Regions from separate parts of the Gossypium raimondii genome. Here region 1 is linked to region 2. Evidence: chromatin contacts called from public Hi-C data. All regions are on one chromosome and are shown on one strand. Each heading gives the region's core, a stretch centred on a gene start, on an enhancer-like site or on the middle of the called end of the contact. The rest is flanking DNA. Distances are from core to core; before and after follow the strand shown.

Region 1 (7,189 bases), core at 2,521-5,020, 130 kb after region 2:
AAATCAAAGTTGGATCGGGGAAAAGCTAAAGTTATCGATTAATAGTCCGGTTTCGACTTGTCACCATCCGAGGTAAGTCTATTAGCTATTAAATGTTATTAAATTAATATATATCTATTTAATATATTTAAAATTTGAATGATTTATATATATATATACATATATATGTATTTCTAATGTTCGAACATAGAAGTTTATACTTATATAATTTTTGCAAACGGTTAAAGTAAGAAAGGTATATAAGCATATATATATTTATAAATGTTCTTGATCATGATTGAAGTATGAGAGTTTTATATGTATATACAAGATTCAAGTTCATGTATGTATATTCATGTATAAATTATTGATTTAATCAAAAGTTTGGATAACATAAATATCTACGCAAGGGTCGAATGAATTTATAAGTATATACATGGTAAACTTTTGGATTTGATTTATAATATGTATGTTTTAAAATATATAATAAATTTGATTAAGCATGTAAATATACATGTGTATGTTTTTTGTATTGAAATTAGATATATTATTATTTAAACGTGTGAGGTTTGATTATGCATTATACATGTATAAATTCTTGTTATGAAGTTAAGAATGAATTCTGAAGTACATGATAAATTCAATATGTCTATATATATACGTCATGGTATAATTTCTTGTATTGAAATTAGGTATGGAATTATATATTGATATATATGGTCGAATGTATATGTATATATATGTTTAAGATTTGCATTGAATCAAAAGTATGAAATTGTTAGCTTAGATTATTTTAATATGTTCGAATGTGAAATGTATGTTATTTAAGTATAATAGAAGTTAAATATTATGATGGTAGTAGTTGAATCTATAGTGTAAAGATATATATATAAATGTATTCGGTTGAATCATTGAATTATCAAGTTTGGAATTGGTGATTGAACTTTATATAACAATGTGTATCAATGATATAAATTATGAATTTTAAGCTAAATCTTTATGCATGGACTTTGTATACAAGTTTAGTTCGAAAATGAATTATATCTAATGTGAATTGCGTATTCAGGCTCAGCGCCTAGCAGGTATATTGCCAGTGAATCAATTCAGGCTTAAAGCCTAGCAGGCTAAGTGCCAGTGAACTGAATCAGGCTATAAGCCTAGCAGACTAAGTGCCGACGATCTGAATCAAGCTTTAAGCCTAGCAGGCTAAATGCTGGTGAACTGAATCAGGCTATAAGCCTAGCAGGCTAAGTGCCGGTGATCTGAATCAGGCTTTAAGCTTAGCAGGCTAAGTGCCGTTGAATCTGTTTTAATTGAGTGATTATATACATTGGGTATATATGTATATGATTTGGTTATTTGTATTGGATAAATATATGAACATCTGTTGCTATGTTTTTGATGAGCATATAAAAGCTCGAATCTTTGTGTTTGGTGAGTATATATATTTATATTGGTTATCATGAAATTGTTGGATATATATATATATATATATATATATATATATATATCTATGCGTTAAGCATATGTGAACTATAAGTATATATATGTGCATTCGCACATGTGGTTGATAAGTATAATTATTTGCTTTTGGCATATGTATTTGAATAATATATATATGCATTCAAGAAGTGCAAGTGATAAGTACACTAGTAATCAAAATATGAAATTAATGAGATGTTAATAACTCGGTTATATGCATATAATGTATATACATATGTTCGTTTATATGTATTAGTTAAATATAAATTCTTTTAGATATCAACAAAATGACTTAAGATATTAGTGTTTGAACAGTAATTATATTGGATATTTGTGATCTTAACAATTTTACTTAAGGAATTATATGATTCTTTTATAAGTATTTTAGTTATGCTATAGACTTACTAAGCTATAAAAGCTTACTTTATTTGTTTACGTCTCTCTGTTTTATAGACTTAAAGAGCAAGTTTCAGGCTTGGGGATCGTCAGCAAGATCATCACTCTATCTATAGTCTCGGTATTAAATGTTTTAAAATTTTAACTTATGGCATGTATAGACTGGATAATATTTTGAAAGTTGTACTTGATGTACAATATATATAATTAATAGCCATACAAATATGGCTTATTTTCTTATAGTTTAACTAGATTCAAATCTTATGTTCTGTTTAAAATGATCAAAGTAGAATTTATATATTATACTTATTTAAATATTAGACTTTGCTTATTATATTTAATAATAATTTTCTGAAAATTATTAAACTATACCGGATGTCTGTTTTGAGTTATGTTTGATTAGTAATGCCTCTTAACCCCAAATTCGACGACGGATACAGGGTAGGGGTGTTACATATGCCACAATCATGTATATATATATATTCGTATGTTTATATATATTGTACTTGAATCATAAAAGTACAAATCGAAATCGTGGTTACTTGTCAGCGACTCTTGTCTTTCCTTTCCCTCTCGATGGGCCAATGTCGCATTTAGCTACGTTTGATAATTCAATTTATAAACAACATCATATTTCATCAAATGCATATCCAAATACAAAGTCAACTATATTTTTCATTTGATTCAGTTTAGTGTCTATACTTGGGATAAGCATATTTTTCGATGTCTAGCTTTGGATCAAAATCCAATTTCACATTATTTCATTAGAAACCCTATACTTCATATTCATAGCACAATCTTATGACAAATTTTCAATTTATCCAATTTGGTCCCTAATGTTACAAAGTTAACTATCAAACTTATTTAAGTTTACAATTTAGTCATTATCATGATCTAAGCTTAATAGCTATCAAATTTAAGCCTCTTTTATCAATTTCTAAATAATGACAACTTGCTAAAAACTTAACAATTGAAAAAATTAAGACATGTGCTAGCTAAATCAAACTTCGTGATCATAAATCTATAAAACTTAATGAAAAAAGCTTGGTTACCTTGAAATTTTTGCTTGCCGGATATTTAAAGGTCAACAAGGATTTTTCTTTTCTTTTTTCTCTTAAAGTTTGGGACGGCGAAAGCAAATGAGTAAGATGGTACATTCATCCTCCACTAACTTAATATTTATACTATGATTAGTTATTAATTAAGCTTGTTTAATTAGATTAATTAAGGTTTTATTATAATAAGTTAACTATTAATTAAATTAAGTAGTATCCACCACCACTATCACCATCTACTATCTCATATTAATCCATGGTTAAATAATTATTTTGGTCTTTTAGATAATTGTTATTTAGGTCCTTAAGTCTTTTTAATTAAAACTCAATAGCGATTGGATTTTTACAATTTAGTCCCGAGCTTTAATTAACTATTTTCTCAGTGAAATTACTTAACGAACTTCAATATATTTTTACACTAATTCTATAAATATTCATATTTTATATTTACGGGTTCGATTTACAAAAGAGAATTTTGAACCTATATTTTGACACCACAAAATCAGGTTGTTACAATAATATGTAGAATAAGTAATAATTGTACGTAGGGTCACCCAAATTAAAATTAAGTGAATATGGATTGTTAGATAAAGTATTGTGTAAATAATTGTATTCATCTACACTATCTTTCATGAAAAATGTATTCACTAATACTACAGTCCCATTTTAAATTATCTATATGATATGTGCCTTGGACAATTAGACTGCATGCACTGAACCAATTTGTACGTCTATTCAAGTTTCATTTTGATTCAATTTCGACCAAGACTTGCAATTGACCAAACATAGCCTTAATTAAAGGAAAGATGGAGGAAAAATTTTCAGTCAAGCGGGCTGGCTAAATTAAACTGTAAAACACTTGATGGACGGACCAAGACTTGATTCAGACCGAATAAATGGTTGGCCATGTGAACCAGGTGAGGAGAGACTGGATCTTTGCCCTGGGATGTAGACTATTGAGCATCCTATTAGGCTATTACCTCTTGGTTGAAAATACTTAATCTAATATGGTTTAATCATTTTGGGCATTTTAAATTAATATTAATTTAGAAATATAAAAAATTAAAAATTCAGAAAAATAAAAATAAGAAACTATAATTGAAAAAAGATTAAGGATACAAATGAGGTCGCTCAATTCAAAACTCAAGTCAATCGGTCAAAAAGCAAAATCCAAGGTCACATTTCAAGTCCAAATCCAAATCTAAATCTAATTTCGATCCATGCCAAAGTTAAAAGCCTTTTCACCGGTCCAAATCTAATTTTAGTCTAAAGTTCATTTCACTAATTGTTAGGGCCCCAATCTTTGGCCCTTTTTCTTTTAATTCGAAAGGGAATGCACCACTAGATTAAGATTTTTATAGTTTATTATTATTATTTATTAATGCTATTTACTATTTTATTCTAAAAAAAATAAAAAATTCAAATTTCGAATTATTCGAATTGATTTAATCGAATCAAATCAATTTCTTTTTTTGAATTTCAAATTCGAATCGAATTAAATTTTCGAATTCAAATAATTTAAATAAACTAAATATCAAATCCTTCTACTTCCTCCCCCGCCCCGCGCAACCCTTAAAAGTCAAACCCTTTTACTTTTTTTCAAAAAATCTTACTTTTCCAAACACTCAATTTTTTTTTCCTTTTACCATCCCAAAATTTTTACTTCCCTCTAAAATAATTTACTTCTTCCCAAATCCCCAAAATTATTTCCTTTTTATTATTAAATTGTTTAATCATGTTGAATCTTTATAAATTTATGTTAAAATTTAATTATTGGTGATGACATAAAATATTCATGTTAAAATCTTTTGTTAGTATCAATTTCACATTTTATCTTTAAAATAAATTTTATTTAAAAATCATATTTTATATTTAATATATATTTTTTAATTTCAAAATACATGGTGACAAGAACCAGAAGATAATTGAAGCAACTATGAAAACAAAAAAGCTAACCCGTATATTAAATATTAATAAATAAATTATGAGGGGTTGAAAGTTAATAACAAATTTGAATACGGTGGGTGGCAATGGATACAATGACCCAAAGTCATTTTTTTAAAATTAACCCAAATAAATATATTTGATTCGATTTGAATTCCATCTCATTCGACTTGATTCGAGAAAATTTCAAATCGAGTTAAGATGATAAAATAAGATTCGTTAACTCAATTAATTCAAAATATTTTTATTCTATTCAATTCGATCGAACGCTTATCCCTAGTTTGTCTTCCTTCGACATCAAAACCATAAAAAGAAAATCACATTTTGAAATCAAAGTCAAATTTGTTAGTCAAGTTCTGGTCCAAATCCAATTCCAACCTGTATTAAATTCATAAGCCATTTCATCAATCCAAATTTAATTCTAGTCCAATGTAATTGTAATGCCCGAAATCTTCGGTACAACATCTGGTATTGTTTTAGGGTTGTCATAGTGAATTTTTGAGGAAAATTTGAAAATGAGCCAGATAAAGATAGATCATAAGGAATTTAATTGGTATTGGAGATGGAAATAAATGTAGAAAATCGTGAATGTGAAAAATATATGAAAAGAAAGAACAAAACATAAATTTTGAAAAGTTGAAGGACTAGAATATAAATTGACCAATCAAGAAAATGTCAATCGATAATGATTATTTGGCATGAGAATGACTTGGAATGTGAACTAGTATGATGGAAGCCACTTTTTAACTAAATTGAAAAAGCTTGGATGATACAAGAACCAAATTGGAAAATTTTCCATTGTCATCAAAAAGGGCATAAGTGTAATATTTACAAGTGGACAACTATTAGTGAGTAAATATGGTTTATGAATCTGAATATGTGAAGGGTTGAATTTGATGCGAAGGAAGTCCAGTAAGAGGTAAAAAGGGATTAAAATGTAAATTTTCCATATAAAGGTATTTTAATCATTTCACATGATAATCATGTTGGAAATATTTTTTTTCGAAGATATTATATGATTGACATTGAATTTGACCTATTGGTTGTGTTTAAAACTTGGTGATTAAACGTGGACCACACATTTTGTAACAACCGATTTTTTGTGTGACTGAAAAATGTGGTTTCGAAATCTTATTTTTGAAGTTCTAGTCTGAAAATGTTAAATAATAATATTTACGAGCCTAATTTGGTAATATATTAAATTATGGTTTAGTAATTTTGTTCAAAGGATAGTTAATTAAGGTATAAGTATAATAATCTTAAAATCAGTGGTGTCAAAAATGAGATATCAAGATCTCATTTCAGAATCGAGCCCGTAAATATTTTTATTAAATATTTATGGAGTTGTGATAAACGTGAATTGAATTTTTGATAGGTAATTTTTTGAATTAATAGCTAATTAAGGTATAAAAATTAAATCATAAAAACCGAAAAAATTAACCGCTATTAATTTTATTTGTTAAAAGGACTAATTAATATTAAATCAAGGCTTTAAATGGAAATTTAGTCAAGAAGTTGGACGATTAAGTGATGATTTGTGTGTAAATAATGTTATTATTATAATTATATTATTATATTTATAAAACATAAAGAAATGGAAAAAAACAAAACCATGTTTGTTTTCTATTCATCTTCCACCACCAAAAAACCCATGGAAATAAAAGAAGAAAAGCTCCATTGACTTTCAATCTTTCGAACCTTGCATGGTAAGGTATACTAAGTTCGTTTTTCGTAAATTTTATGTTTTTGAGATAATTGTAACTTGATTTAGCTATTTCAGGTATTAAATCGTAAAACTATTAAAGCTTTGAAATGTTTCCATTGATTTTTTTTATGTTTTTGGTGTTAATATGGTGGTTTATAAGCTTAGAAATAAAAAAGGATTAAATTTAAAGTTAAAATGCTTGTTTTTTGTATAGGGATTAAAATGAAAATAATTCAAAACTAGCATGAAATTTCTATAATTATAGATATTATAAGGTTGTAGAAGGATGTGATTAAAATCAGATTGAAAACATGGCTTAAATATGAAAGTTATAATTGTTTGGGTTTTAGGGACTAAATTGAATAAAATGTAAAACTTCAATAATTGTTGTAAAATAAAATTGGACTGTTATATGCATGAAATAAACTATTATAAGACATTTTAAACTGATAATCTGAAATGAATTACCATAGAGATCAAGATTTGAATCAACCGATAGATAATCAAGGAAAATGAAAAATTGTTGATTAGTCCCTACACTTCAACTCGTTAGTAGTTTTTGCAGGTAAGTTCATATGGTGTAGTTATGTTTTTAAATGTATTGGATGTGTTTAAATTATGAAATTAT
Region 2 (7,525 bases), core at 4,101-6,600:
AAAAAAAAAGAAAAACAGAGAACTTGAAATGCATAAGTTTTCTGCAAAGGTTTTGGTTAATTGTGAAATTCTTAACTGAGGAAGCCCAGTCACGAGTTGATGCGATATATGATATGGTTATTCTCTAAACGTCTAAGCAATTGAATGCTAATGATTAATGAGGTGGCTAGCTGTTCTTCAGCTGGTTTTTTATTATATCTATAAAGTCATGGGCACAATGCTGTTTTAGTATATATACAAGGCCCTTTTTAATGGTAACTAAAGTGATAAAGAGGTTCTTTACTTCAGATGGTTTCTTTAGGGGAGTGTGTAACGGATGAAGTTGGTACGGATAAAGTACAGAGCCCGGATGCTGGAAGTCATGCATTGCAACAGACCTCTGATAGTAAAATTCAGTCATCACAATCTGATGAAGGGAGAGGAACCCTTGCACTTATATCAGAGGAAAATCCACTTCCTATTTCTGTGATCCATGCTTCACAGTCACAGCAACAAGGTGCTTACTCTATGACATCCAAGAAACAATCGCTGACTCCCTCTCCATCGCCTGGTATTGATGGGAGCAGCCCCATTGTACGTGAGAAAGCCTCAGAGGATGGGTATAACTGGCGTAAATACGGGCAGAAACTTGTTAAAGGAAATGAATTTGTTCGAAGTTATTACAGATGTACACATCCAAACTGCCAAGTGAAAAAGCAATTGGAACATTCACATGATGGGAAAATGGTCGACACTGTTTATTTTGGTCAGCATGATCATGCAAAGCCGCTGAACCCACCCGTAGCTGTTGGCTTTGTTGTCTCTGTCGTTGAAGAGAGACTAGATAATGCATCTCCAACTGTTATCAAAGGTAAGAAAATCATCTTAATCATTTATGACTTGTCTAATCTGATGAAGCAAAAGTTGCTTGATTTATAACTGATCTCATATTTGAAGACAAATCATTGGGTGCACATATCCAAACACCTCGCCTGATTGAGCCAGGGGATAGTTCTCAGCCTTTACCTATTGCTGCTAGTGAAGATGTGAAATCAAAATCAAATGGGATGCAAAATATTGCTGGTAATGATGATTGTCATCTCATCTCAAAACGCAGGTACCTTAGTTTATTTTTCTTGTGTGTTTGTTCCTCTTAACCTTCCGTTAACAGTCACTGAATGCAAACAGAAAGAAAGAGAGCGATAATGTTGATGTATCTCCAGTGCATAAACCAACAAGTGAATCACCTATGGTTATTAAGACACTAAGTGAGGTTGACATCGTAAATGATGGGTACCGTTGGCGCAAATATGGCCAAAAATTAGTTAAAGGCAATCCTAATCCAAGGTATGAATCACCTTATTTTTGTTTGTACACATTTCAAACACTTTTGTCTAATTTACATATTATTGCTGCTCTTTGGCAACGAAGATAATCATATTGTTATACCAACTATAGATGTTTTCTTATCACAAGTATCTCTAGTGCTGAGAGTACTTGTGCATATCACTTAAATGTGTTTTGATCGCAGAAAATTTTCCATTCTTTACATATGTAACCATACTGCGGCTTTTGGCATGAAGTTGACTCTCCGCTCACTTGTGATGTAGGAGTTATTACAGGTGCTCAAATCCCGGATGCCCTGTCAAGAAGCATGTGGAGAGGGCATCTCATGATGCAAAATTGGTTATAACTACATATGAGGGAAAACATGACCATGATTTGCCTCCAACTAGGACTGTTACTTATAATATAATTGGCTTAAATGTTGATTCAGCAGCTCATAACAGTGAATCAGGCACCAAGGTAGAAGAAAGGGAGACCATTAATTCTAGTTCTGGAGCCGAGAATAAACCGAGCGAGCAATCGAATGGCGAGTCAAGAACTAAGTTAGAAGTAAGTGGTACTGTTCATGTTTGCACAGTTGATGCACCTACATTGGGTCCTGAAAGTGGGTCAAATGAGCAACGGAGTGGAAAGTTAGATCACAATGAAGAGAGTGAAGTGGTTGGCTACACTGCTCATAGTAAATCAAGTTCTCAGAATACAGAATGAGCAGATCAGTAGCAAATTCGAAGCAAAATGGAAAAATGGTATTGCTGACAGTGATAAGATGGTCCATGTCCATATTCTTGGGGTGTTCGTATTCGCAATGATTGATTCGGAGTATCAATATTGGCAAGCAACCCCCATGTGTAAAATTATTCAACCAGTTTAAATAATGCAAGATTAAGATGTAGAATTTTATCTTACGGAAAGATCTGATATAAAATAGGCTAATGTTTATTGAGAAATTTCTCAGTTATTTTTCACCTTCGTCTTCCATTATTATTCAAGTTTTAGGTGTCACTGAATGAATGAAACAATGGAACGAGATGACTGCAGAGAAGCAGGCTAACTTATGATTTATAAGAAATGCACGCTTAAATAAGTTGTTGGCAGCTAAGACAAAGACATCCAAGCATAGCTGAATGCCAGAGTTATACAGAAAGAAATCACTTCCATGCACAAGAAGCGACCAAATCCCTATTCATCCAACCAAGAAATAAACCTCCATCTCTCTCTTCAAGCCTATATCTATCACAGTAGTTCTCAAGCAGTGTTTTTATGGTGGCATTCACCAAGGAACTTAATGGATAAGGAGTGAACCCCGCCATTCTGAACCTTGACCTCCACTTTCCCATGAGTTCATGTCGTTCCACTCTCTCCGGCCCCTCACATGCTATGATGTTAACAACATCCCTTGCCAGGCAATGCTGCTCCACATTGATTCGCTCTTTATGTTCCCGTGGGAGAGTCACATCGATGGATTCAAACATGGCTGTATAATAGTTCAACGTCTCACGGAACCTTGGGAAGAATGGAGCAGTGTTTGTGTTTGATTCCTGCTCGACTAGGGTTACAACCTTTGGAGACAGACTCTTAACCAGCCTCAAGAGTCGGTCACGATGATTCTCGGTGCTCACACTCTCATCAGGCATGTGGTGAAGCATGAAAGCAAAATTTACAGCTAGAGCCTCTCCAGGTCGAACTTGAAGATGCTCTTGTTGAACCTCACAACCAGACATGGCAGCAGCATTGAACTCAAATGGCACTTTAAAAAGCGCTGCAAGTTTAGACAGCCTCTTTGCAACAATGTTTAAGCCTCCTCCGCGGGCATAAGCAGATGTGGAATCATCGATACCAGTAATGCGGATGTGAGGCGGCCCACCAGGCCTAGCCGCAAATGCTTGAATAAGAGTAATCCACTGACTCCCCTGACCTATTTGGAAATCGATAATATGAACTCTATCTTCATCCTTCATGGCTTCCGCAATAGCTCCATTAGCGGACATGTAACCAAACTTGAAGTAAGGGCAAACCTCATAAAGAATATGCATGTAAGATAATAGTTCAGCACTTGCCGGTTCTTTGCATCTCAAAGCCTTGTAGATCGAGCTCCCCGAGGAGGCCAGTCGTGCCACAAGCCCTTCCAACATGTATGCTCCCAACCTCTGGATGGGCTCACCAGAAACTGACACCATCCGTCGTAATTCATCCATTAACCACTGTGCTGTCAATAGATCATTATCTGATACAGCTTTTGCACAGGAGACAAGGACCTGTTTTAGATCTCGTCTGGAGACTGCATCCGTTACAAGTCTCCAGCTGTCCATCTCAGGTGAGATGGTGCTATTGATAATATCACAATCAGGCCCCAACATCACAGTTTCCAGCTCTCTCAGCTTACCCTTCAGATCACTTACATCGTCAGTTATGCAGGAACCGCTAATAGGAGAGCTATAGGTATTATCTGGAGAGTGATGCAGGTCAGACATATTAGACTGTGATTCTTGCTGTGACATTGGGCTTCCATTTGATGAAGAATTGTAGACCGTATAACTGCCACGTGCAGAAGATGACTCCAAAGTGCAATAAGGCTCATGGGAATTCTTGACTGAGAAATGGGATCCGTGGCTGCTGTCGCTATAGCAGAAAGAGCGATCAATAGCTGGGAATTGAGGGAAGCTGCAAGGCTCGACTTCTTCCTTTACTTGAGGAAACAATCTGCTGGCCATGACTGAACTTCTATGTTGCTGGGATGCTTGCATTGGTGTCTCTTGGTTCTCGACTTCTATGTTGCTATAGGTACTAAATTAAGAAATTTTGATTCTATCTGACAGGCTAAATGCTGCATACAAAGTAAGTGTAAAAACCAATGTCACCCCCAGCTATCTCTTCTCTCTTCATGGTCTGCAAAAGAGCGAAACAAGCTCAGCAAGATTTAATGGCGGCATTGAGGATACAACACAAATTCCAGATTCATCATGCCTATCAAAATAGTCAATTTCACCGAAACCTAAGCGCCCATTTTTCTTCTGATATCACAAAAACTATCATCAACTCATAAGAAAATAGAATATATACATACTTTTCTTCCTTCCATTTTCAACAAAACAAGAGATGAAAATATCATTATTCAATACCCCCTCCACCATACATTCCTAGATCTTCAACAACAAGAATACTTAATATCCACATACTCATGACCAAATACGTATGAAGGAAAATAAAGACATCTTTGATTCCGCACAAGGAGGAAAAATAAGTACATTAATTAGCTATTTAAACAACATTTATTCCAATCTCCAAAACATCAATTCTGGTCTTACCCAACTGATACCAAAACTTCAACTTATATAGCTAGGCATTCTCTCTCATAGCCACATATATATTTTTTACGTCATAAATAAATAAAATTCATTCAAGCACCAGATCATTACTCATTTGACATTATGTGATGTGAAGGAGCTTCTACTTTTACACAACTAGAAAAATATTAAGTCTTTATTCCTTTTAAGTAAAATAAAAAACACAATAAATCTGTGAAGAACATGCTTTCTTCTTCATAAAAACATCATTTTTTTTAAGACAAAAAGAAAAAAAAAAACAACACCAGAAAGTGTAGATTCTTAAAGTAAAACCAAAACTAGAAATCTTTAAAAACCATCTTAGTTATAGTTGATCCAACACCAACTCATTTTCACTAAACTCAAAACAACTTCCCCCCTTCCAATAAGGAAACCAACAACAACTCCACTCACCAAAAGAAAAATAAACCAAAATTCCAAGAACCTCCGGCAAGCAAGAAGAAAAAAAGAAATCTTAAATTAACTCAATTTGAGAAAATAAATTGGCTTGCAATATCAAATCAATTGTTTTAACATACCCACCTTATTATTCTAAGGAATCCTTAGCTTGCTGAGCTTTGAGTTTTGAAAGAGAAAGAAAGAAATAAGATAGGAAAAGATTTAATTAATTTTTCTTTAGTGAAGACTGAAGAGCCACATGTGCATTATATTAATTAAAAACTGATGATGATTAAAAGCCCATCGATTATGCCAAAACTACAGGATTACCATTAATGGCAGAAAAAAGAGAAAAAAAACATTCTGACTTCTGAGCTGTCTTGCAAGATACACACCATTAATAGACTTCTGAATGACTATACTATCCTTGGGTAAATAATTAGTAACAACACGTTTGGTTCGCTGTATTAGAATAAATGCGTAATTGAATAGAGGCGTAATAGAATAGAGGCGTAATAGCAAATTAATTATTTGGTTAAATGTAATGGAATAGAGGTGTAATAGTATTCTTGTGTTTGGTTGAATGGAATAGAGGTGTAATAACATAATGGAAAAAACTAAAATGATTAGAATACCCTTAGCATAAATTTGTTTGGGTAAATGATTATTGTTATTGTTATTTAAATTTTAATAAGATTATTAATATCAATAATAAATAATTTAATCATATTTAAACATAATTATTATTAAATATATTATAATTAAAATATATAATTTAATAAAATTCTTAATAATTAATATTCTTATATGAATTTACTCAAATCATAATATATGATACTATAAAAGATAGTTTAACATAATTATTATTAAATATATTTTAATTAAAATATATAATTTAATAAAATTCTTAATAATCAATATTCTTATATGAATTTACTAAAATCATAATATATAATACTATAAAAGATAATTTGAAATAATTAATATTAAATATATTTTAATTAAAATATATGATTTAATAAAATTGAAAATAATTATAACTAATAAATTTTCTTATATGAATTTGTATAATTTAAAATAATTATTATTAAATATAATTTAATAATAATATATAATTTCATAAAATTCTTGATAATAAATTTTCTTATATGAATTTATATAATTTAAAATAATTAATATTAAATATAATTTAATAATGATATATAATTTCATAAAATTCTTGATAATAAATTTTCTTATATGAATTTATACAATTTAAAATAATTAATATTAAATATAATTTAATAATAATATATAATTTCATAAAATTCTTAATAATAAAATGTTCTTATATGAATTTACTAAAATCAAAATATAACTTGAGAATTATATTCTGCATAAACATAATTAACTTATATTAAGAAAATGTTAGATGAAAATGAAATTCTACATCCTAATCCATATGTTATATAGTTTTACAACATCAAAAACTTCCATCATCTTCAACATGTACTTCAAAATCCCATCCTGTGCCCTCGACATCTTTCTCCTCGCCTGTTCTTGTGACAGGCGCTGTTTAGCAATATCAATCCCCTCCTTGCACTTATTCTGCTCTTTAAGCCGTTTGAGACGCATTTTGTCCCTCCACATCCTCCTCTCAAGTTCATCCACATCAATTTCTTCATCACTATAATCATCCTCCACCGTCGCCTCTGGTTCAATTTGTGAGGCTGCCACATCTTTTTCCCCAAGTGGAGCACTGAAGAAATCCATATCCCCACAAATTCCCATCTCGTCAAACATCATCATTGTTCCAAGATAGGAACTCAAATATGTCTGAAACTTGAGAGAACCTCTAATCTGCTAGTACTGATATAAGTTCAACCCACCCAAAAATAGGCCTTAGTTAACCTATTAAAAATTGAATAAATATACTGGTTAACAAATACCCGAAGTTCCTTGATAAACTTGCAGCATCTAACCAATAAAATTATATACACAGTCAAAATATAAATTTAACACCACACACAAACAGACACACATGTATATACATGTATACATATATGTAAACTCTGGTTAAAGAAACATAGATGAAGTATCAAAAAATTAAACAGATCAAAGTAGCCTATCAGCTGATCATCTGCATATATGAGTTTTTTAATTATCATGACATAAGAAAGATAAACGGGAAAATAAAGATAAACTACGATTCATAAATCTTCTAGCTGCGATGACTTCTCCTTTGCTGCATTTCAATACATGATGTTAGCTACGCTTTCTTTAAAATTATATGGTGTTCAAGCCAGTTGGACATATGATATATCCCACCATAGGTAAGGGAGTTCCTTAGGGCCAAGGATCTATCCCTGTCACCTGAAGGCTTAGGTGTTCATCACCAGGACAATAGTACACCGAAACTACGAAAAAAGGTAACAAAAGAATTGCTAAGAGCTCATAGTGATACGTTTGTCACACGAATAATATTTTTGCTAAAGTGG

What was found. A called contact is a pair of places that touch in the nucleus more often than the background predicts.
Region 1: a Hi-C map of leaf shows a contact between it and region 2, with 3 times the contacts expected there. The contact joins the enhancer-like site here to the promoter of LOC105799806 in region 2.

The regions. Positions count from the first base shown.
Region 1 is chr7:19,427,646-19,434,834 of ASM2569854v1, forward strand. No RefSeq gene overlaps it. Among protein-coding and RNA genes, the nearest start is that of LOC128042717, 29 kb to the right of the region's middle. Within about 2 kb of position 3,771, the one cell type or tissue checked has open chromatin away from gene starts, as enhancers often do. A contact at or near this core is called in leaf, where this site is marked.
Region 2 is chr7:19,294,797-19,302,321 of ASM2569854v1, forward strand. LOC105799806 (scarecrow-like protein 21) reads right to left here and starts at 5,351. Exons shown (of 2, transcript XM_012630563.2): 1 at 5,193-5,351; 2 at 2,360-4,212. The coding sequence starts at 4,070. The coding sequence ends at 2,475. It overlaps LOC105799833, which reads right to left. Exons shown (of 5, transcript XM_052633233.1): 5 at 6,414-6,938. The coding sequence ends at 6,934. It overlaps LOC105799814 (WRKY transcription factor 1), which reads left to right. Exons shown (of 6, transcript XM_012630573.2): 2 at 289-850; 3 at 937-1,096; 4 at 1,168-1,326; 5 at 1,590-2,027; 6 at 2,029-2,273. The coding sequence starts at 289. The coding sequence ends at 2,197.